Linked DNA regions of Ovis aries: region 1 is linked to region 2. The links are chromatin contacts, called in public Hi-C maps. All regions are on one chromosome and are shown on one strand. Each heading gives the region's core, a stretch centred on a gene start, on an enhancer-like site or on the middle of the called end of the contact. The rest is flanking DNA. Distances are from core to core; before and after follow the strand shown.

Evidence for each region. A called contact is a pair of places that touch in the nucleus more often than the background predicts.
Region 1: a contact with region 2 is called in a Hi-C map of hypothalamus, with 2.9 times the contacts expected there. The contact joins the promoter of SMC5 here to the promoter of KLF9 in region 2. A contact is called at or near these places in 2 of 16 Hi-C or Micro-C datasets (hypothalamus and skin fibroblasts).

What each region holds. Positions count from the first base shown.
Region 1 is chr2:66,427,009-66,430,350 of ARS-UI_Ramb_v3.0, reverse strand. SMC5 (structural maintenance of chromosomes 5) reads left to right here and starts at 1,609. Exons shown (of 23, transcript XM_060409381.1): 1 at 1,609-1,901. The coding sequence starts at 1,711. LOC132659174 (a long non-coding RNA gene) reads right to left here and starts at 1,525. Exons shown (of 2, transcript XR_009599228.1): 1 at 1,443-1,525.
Region 2 is chr2:66,236,553-66,239,900 of ARS-UI_Ramb_v3.0, reverse strand. It overlaps KLF9 (KLF transcription factor 9), which reads right to left and starts at 1,889. Exons shown (of 2, transcript XM_004004321.6): 1 at 815-1,889. The coding sequence starts at 1,310.

The DNA of each region.
Region 1 (3,342 bases), core at 360-2,859, 190 kb before region 2:
CTGCAGCCTACCAGGCTCCTCCATCCATGGGATTTTCCAGGCAAGAGTACTGGAGTGGGGTGCCATTTTACCATTAGGTTTCCCTAAATGTAATGATTTCTTCAAAGAATTTGACTCTTCTAAGGCTCTTGAAGCAGGTTACCAAGTCACTTCTCAAAAAGTTTGTACTAGCAATGTAGCAAATGAGGGTATAGTACCCTCCTAAGCCCTATTTTTAAAAAGATTATTTCCTGCCTTTTGAACAGTTTTAAAGGTATTATTTAATTTGCTGAAAAACTAAAAATTTTCTAACAACCAAGACATGTTCACATTTAAAAAAAATTTTTTATTCTTTCTTTGGTTACAACTTTTAAAGAGTACAGATTTCAGTTGTGTGAGAAGAAGCAGGGGCTTGGGAAAGGAGCCTTTATCCTGAAGTGGGGAATCAGGGTTTTCTGCGATTGCTTTCTAAATGCCCTCTCAACTTCCATGCTTGACTCTGAGGAATCAGAAACCAGAGTGCTCCATTTAAAAACTTTAATCAGATCTTGTCTCTCTCCTGCTTAAAACCATCCAATGGCTTCCCATTGCTTTTAAAATAAAATGCATGATGGGCAAGGCCCCCCTAAGCAAGCTTGCTCACTTCAGCACAGCTTAGCCGGCCTTCCCTTTGTTCCTCATTCTGCTGGTTTCCACCTCAGAGCCTCTGTCCTTGCCTGGAATGCTCTTTTCTCATTTCCTCCGCTAGCTCCTTCTCCAGGATTTAGCTCAAGTATCACTTTCTCTGACAGGCCTTCCCTGCTTCTTACATTCATTCTGTTTTTCCCTTCATGACACCTATCACCGCCTGGAATTATCTTGATCCTATGTAGGTTATCTTGTTCTTTTCCTGTCTTCCACACCAGAACGTAAGCTCTGAGACCTGCTTGCCTGGTTCCCTCACTGCCTCAGCCTAGCCTACTGTAGATCAGACATTATTAGAGTGAGTAAAGACCTGCAGAGGCCTCAGTGAACCTCATCTTTAATAAGGGATTTAACTAGATGAACGTGACTAGGTTTAAGTGGAAGCATCCTCTCAACGATGCCAGCGTGCTCGCTGGGGCATTTCTAGAAAGTTCGAAGGAGGAATTCTTACTAGGGAACTAGGGAGAGGGGGTGGTGGTGGGGGTAGTGAAGAAAACCTGTGCGGTGCAACCTTTACACCTGTTGGAGAGCGCAACAGACACGAACGCTATGTTTTAAGGGAAGAGCTGGCATAGAGTCATTCGAAAGCTTGCATTGTTGGGGTTTCTGTTTTGACACGGGGACCTGATTAAAAGCACAGTCAGAAGATGAAGAGGTCCCGCGCTCCCTCCCCTCGTGGATGTTTCCTGGAGCGCTGAAAAGGCTTTCAAAACATTAAATGCAGCTGACATTTTTTTCTGAGTTAAAAAAAAAAAAATCGGCAAAATGCAGAAACGTACAGACCAGTCCCGTGCCCGCTTCCCGCTGGGTCCTGTATGCCACCCCGTCCGATTCCCGCCAGCTCAGGTCTCCCAGGACCCGCAAGGGGCGGAGGGGTGGAGGGGTGGGGCATACCCTGTGACGCTACCAGGAAGGGACTGCGCAGGCGCCGGGGCCGGCTCTCGCGCAGTCGCGCGCCGCGCTATTCGCGCGGGAGTGGGACGGCGGCGCGCTGGGGCTGTAGGTAGGTGGGAACGGAAGCCACAGCCAGGAAGAGAGACCGCCAGGATGGCGACACCGAGCAGGAAAACGTCCACTCAAAGCCCCCTGGCCTCCAAGAGAGCTCTCCTGAGTGATCCCTCGTCGGAAGTCCCGAGCAAGAAAAAGAGTTCGGTCCCACCGGCTGCGCCACCGCCACTGCCGTCGTCCGGGCCTTTCGTGGAAGGCTCTATAGTCCGCATCGCGATGGAGAACTTCCTGTGAGTGACCGGAGGCCGAGCCGCGGCGTGGGAGGCCAGCGGCCGGCACACGAGGGCCGCAAGCTGCGTGCATGCGGGGGGCGGGTCGGTCGAGGTGTGCCTAGCTTTTGGTAAATTCGTCCGGGGATTGCTGTGAGGATATTTACTTGTGGGCCGTGGAGATTGACGTGTTTGTTGATGTGGTAGGTGTGTGCCTTGTGTATTGCAGTTTTTAAATTCTTAATGCCAAAGTTGTTTGAAGGCGTCAAATGGCGGGCAGTGGACGTAGTAGGAATTACATCTCCTCCCGCTGGGAGTCACGGCCTGTAGACATAATCTGTAATTCACAAAACTGTGGTCCTGGGAAGTCAAAAAGCAACGGTTAAATCAGTGCGACAGTGACGCTGTGGCACATTTCGTGAAGAGATGGCAGTTGCCAGGTGGACATAGATGGTGATGGTTGTCATGGATGGAGACATTTCCTGAAATGTACCAGAAAATTAAGCCCTGCTCTCAGTTGTTGCGCTACCCAGCAGAGCCTTGTCTTCTTCAAATCTGACTTTCTTCCCTGGTTGCTTTCTCACCCTTCAGACAGCTAATCATAGTATTCACTTTAGAATTTAGTGAGGATGTTGTAACACAACTACCGTGTATCCGTCTAGCACCTTGCAGTTCATTTGTCTGTTATATTTTAAGCTTGCACAGTGGCCTAAGGAAAACAATTAGAGTAACAATAACGACATTTTCTTTAACGCATCTATCCTGTGCCAGGTATAGAAATAGGTACTTTATTTGCACAGTACCCTCATTCATTCCTCATAACTGTTTATAGCATCTCCACTGTTAAGCTCAGAGAGGTTGATTTGCCCAGGTTTACTCAGCTGATAAGTAGCTGAATTGTTGTTTTAATTCAAATCAGGAAAGATAAATATCAAATGAAGTACCTACCATAATTATATATATATATATGTGTGTGTATCAGGATGCCCTGGGGGCGCAAAGGATGAAATGATTAATTTCCTCCACAGTTGTGAGAAGGGCCTTGTACTGGAGGATATGAAAGTCTTACGGGAAGAGCATGGAACTGCCTGAAACAGTTTGCTGTATTTAGTAAGTTTCCAGTATCCTAGTATGATTAGGACATAGGATGTGAGTGAGTGTATGGATAGAGTGATACTGACGATATATAGCATTATTGAGGGTCTGTGTTTCCTGTGCTGAGAAATTGCAGCTTTATCCTGTAGGTAGCCAGGATGCATTTTGAGTAGGGCATCATATGTGGCTTGGGCTTCTCAGGTGGTGCTAGTAGTAAATAACCTGCTTGCCAGCGCAGGAGGGTTAGGAGACAGGGGATCGATCTCCTGGAGGGCGGCATGGCAACTCACTCCAGTATTCTTGCCTGGAGAATCCCATGGACAGAGTAGCCTGGCGGGCTACATCCATAGGGTCACAAAGAGTTGGA
Region 2 (3,348 bases), core at 640-3,139:
CCTGCCTTTTGCTCTCCCTGGGAGACCCCCTTCCACGGGGCCTCCAAAACACCCCAACCTTCATTATCAGCCTTGACCTCCGGCAAGGACCACACCTCCTTGCTAAGTGCTCTATTCAAGGTGGAGGGTGCGATCTAAATTACGTGGGGAAAAATCCGCTCTGAAATCTCCTTAAAAAGGCTAACTAGTTGTAAAGTTAACCATCACTTGATCAAACTCCACTGCTGCCTGAAGCAGTGTTATTTTAAACCTCTCTGAGGACTCTTGGCCATATTTAAAACCACCTTGGCAAGCCCTGAAAAGTAGCAAGCATACAGCTAACCGAGCCCTTAGTCATCCCTAAAAGGTTCCATGTAAAGTGCGCCGCTTCTCCCCAGCTTTCGGCCACTTCGCTGCAATCCCACAAGAGAATAAAATAAAACATACACCATTTGACTCTGTCCCCCCAAGCCCCCGTTAGCGTCTGCCAAGGTTGGGTGGCCCCATAGTCGCCCGGTGCGGGAGTCCTGGGGAGGGGGGCGGGGCGGGACAGGGGAGGGGCCGCACCACTCCCCACGAAGCCACGCACAGGGGCTGGCCCTCAGCACTCTTTCTGTCCCCCAAGTTAAGGCTCTCCATGGCTTCTAGAGGCTGGGGACGATTAAAGAGAGTGAGCTCTCCGTTTCTACCAGGTTCAATCATTTTAAAGAATTAAACAGCAACTCATCCAAAATTTTGCACCCTTTCGGCCACACATGGAATACTCCACACCCAGGAAGACTGCCTGGCCAAAGGTTAACCCCAGAGTTGGGCTGGAGAGGGAGACGCCGCTAACCTGTATGCACTCTGTAATGGGCTTTGAGATGGGAGGATTTTCCATAGACTTTCCCACAGCCACTGTAGGGGCACTTGTGCCTCTTTTCGGAGGCGTGTTTCCCCTTCGCAGCCACTCCAGGGTGGAGGAGGGAGAGCGGGCTGGGCGCGCCGCCAGGATCCTGTCTCTCCTCCGGGCTGTGGGAAGGACTCGACCCAGATTCGGTGGTCACGTCGCTGTCGGACCCCATATCCTCATCCGGGCTCTCGCTGCACACCGAGGGGGTCTGGATGGGTCGGTACTTGTTCAGGTCCAGCAAGCTCTTGGCGATGGTGACCAGCGTGCAGTAATCCTTCCAGGTATCCCCCGGGTCACCGTGTTCCTTGGTCACCTCGCGCTCAGGTAGTCGCAGCCGCTCGGCGTCCGGAGCGCCCCCATGCTCCGGCACCGCAGCGCGGTTCGAAATGGAAACCAGACACTGGGCAGCCACGAAGTCCATGTAGGCGGCTGCGGACATGGTGCGGGCGACAGCAGCCCCGGCGGCGCGGCCAAACTTGGCGGTGGCTGCGGAGGTTCGGCTCGCCGTGCCCTGGCCTCGGACTACGAGCGCTGCGCCGCGCGGTGGCCAAGGGGGCGGGGGCGCGGGGCGCTTCCGACTCGCAGAGCGCGAGGCGACCTCAGCCCCTCATCTTTACGTAACCGGCAGCGCCTCCGCACGCAGCATCCACGGCCCCGGGCTCCGCCGCGCTGCCGCCTCTCGCCGCCGCCGATGCCCAGAGCCGGGCGCGATCCCCACCGACGGGCGCGCCCGCCACTCCGAGCTCGCTCCCTTGGAAAGATGCCACACGTGGCGGTCGCAAGTTTATTCGACCGAAAACGCCCCCGAGGCGCTGGGAGAGGAAACTGCCTGAGAGGTACACGCCCTCGGCTGCCTCTCCGTCGAGCCAAAGCCCCAGGACTTTCACCCAACCACCTGGACGCGGGTGGCAAGCGCCGGACGAAGCGCCAGGTCTAAGAGACACTTTTCCCCCAGTCCACTGACAGCTTCTGAGCCCCTGCTCTTGCCGGTCCGCACCGTGCCGGCATTCTCTCGCACAGTAACAATTTCGCAGAATCCCATCACGTCACAATCCGAACCCCCTCCAATTGGCCAGTGGGGAGGGTGATTCAACTCTGTTTACTTTCTCCCGCTGCCAGTCAGAACGGCCTTTCGGTGGAGAGGTGCGTCTAGAACTGAGGCGCGCGGCCAATCCGACTGTTCCGTTTCGATGCCTCGTGCTACCCCTACAGCCTCGAACGCTGACATTTAAAAGGGTAACAGCCGGGAGGCTGGAAAGGAGCAGCCGGACGTCTTTGGGAGTGCCCCTCAATCCCTTAGCCGGTCCAGGCCTCCTGGCTCACGTTCCAGCTGGCGGAGTTGTAGGATACACCTTCCTACTCAGCTGCGTTCTTTCTTATGACAAAAAGATAACGTCCGTTTCGGTTTTCCAGCTCGCAAACAGTTAAGTGACTTCCTGCAAACGCTACAGTCCCAGCAACCAGCCTTCCAATCAAAAGTAAGTTGGTTGATGTCACTGACAATGGCTTAGCCAATCAGAAGGGCGTACCGAAGTCAAGCGCTCCACACTTGTAAACGGGAAGAGCTATAGTGAAACTGAATATATCCTTGCACTTTGTGTTGCTGATAGTAAAATAGAGATATGTATGGGAGGGCAGGGGTGATGAATAAATGCAAAGTGAGTCTATAATTAAAGAAAAGAACTAAATATTATCAGGCCAAGTTGCCCAAGAATAAACACAAATGAGAAAGCATCAATTCGTTTTTTTCCGTTTTGGGAAGCAGCATACTTTTAGGTAGATTTTTAATAATTCTTCCACCCAATGCAATAATTATGACTAACTCATCTTGAAAATGCAGAGCTGACAAAAGTTCTGTTTTAAAGCTTGTTTTTGTTCTGACTGCACTTACTTTGACCACTTCATCTTTGCTTTTGTGATGCGTCTTTAATTTCTCTTCTTCCCTCCTGCAGGTTATTCTAAGTAAGCTGTTTTCGTTTTGTTTTGATGCTATTTTTATCTTCCTCAAATAAATGAAGCCAAAAATCCCTGTATAACTTTTAAAACTTCAAAAACATTTTTAATTCATTTTCTTTCCACAGCCCCTGAGGGACGTTAGGGTGTGTATGTATCCCTTCCCTCACTTAACAGATATGAACACTAAGATGCAAAGAAGTGACTTGTCTACCTTATCAGGTAGAGAACTCCATGGAAAACATAAATCTGATTCCTTGCTGTTTGGGCTTCAGAGCTGAACTCTTTGGTTTTGTGAAATATTAACTTTGCTTAACAGATTCTTAAGAACTGGAACCAGCCAAAGCCATTGAATATTTTGGCATTACTTGATCAACAATTAGTATGGCTCTTAAGAGTCTACTTCTTAGGTTTGCGCCTCTCTCTGAAAGAATGATGGGGTTGTTATCCATCTTGATAGCTGAAAAAGGAATCTAAGGTCAATGTTTCTTGCAGCAGGTGTACTGTCCACAGAATTGATTAAA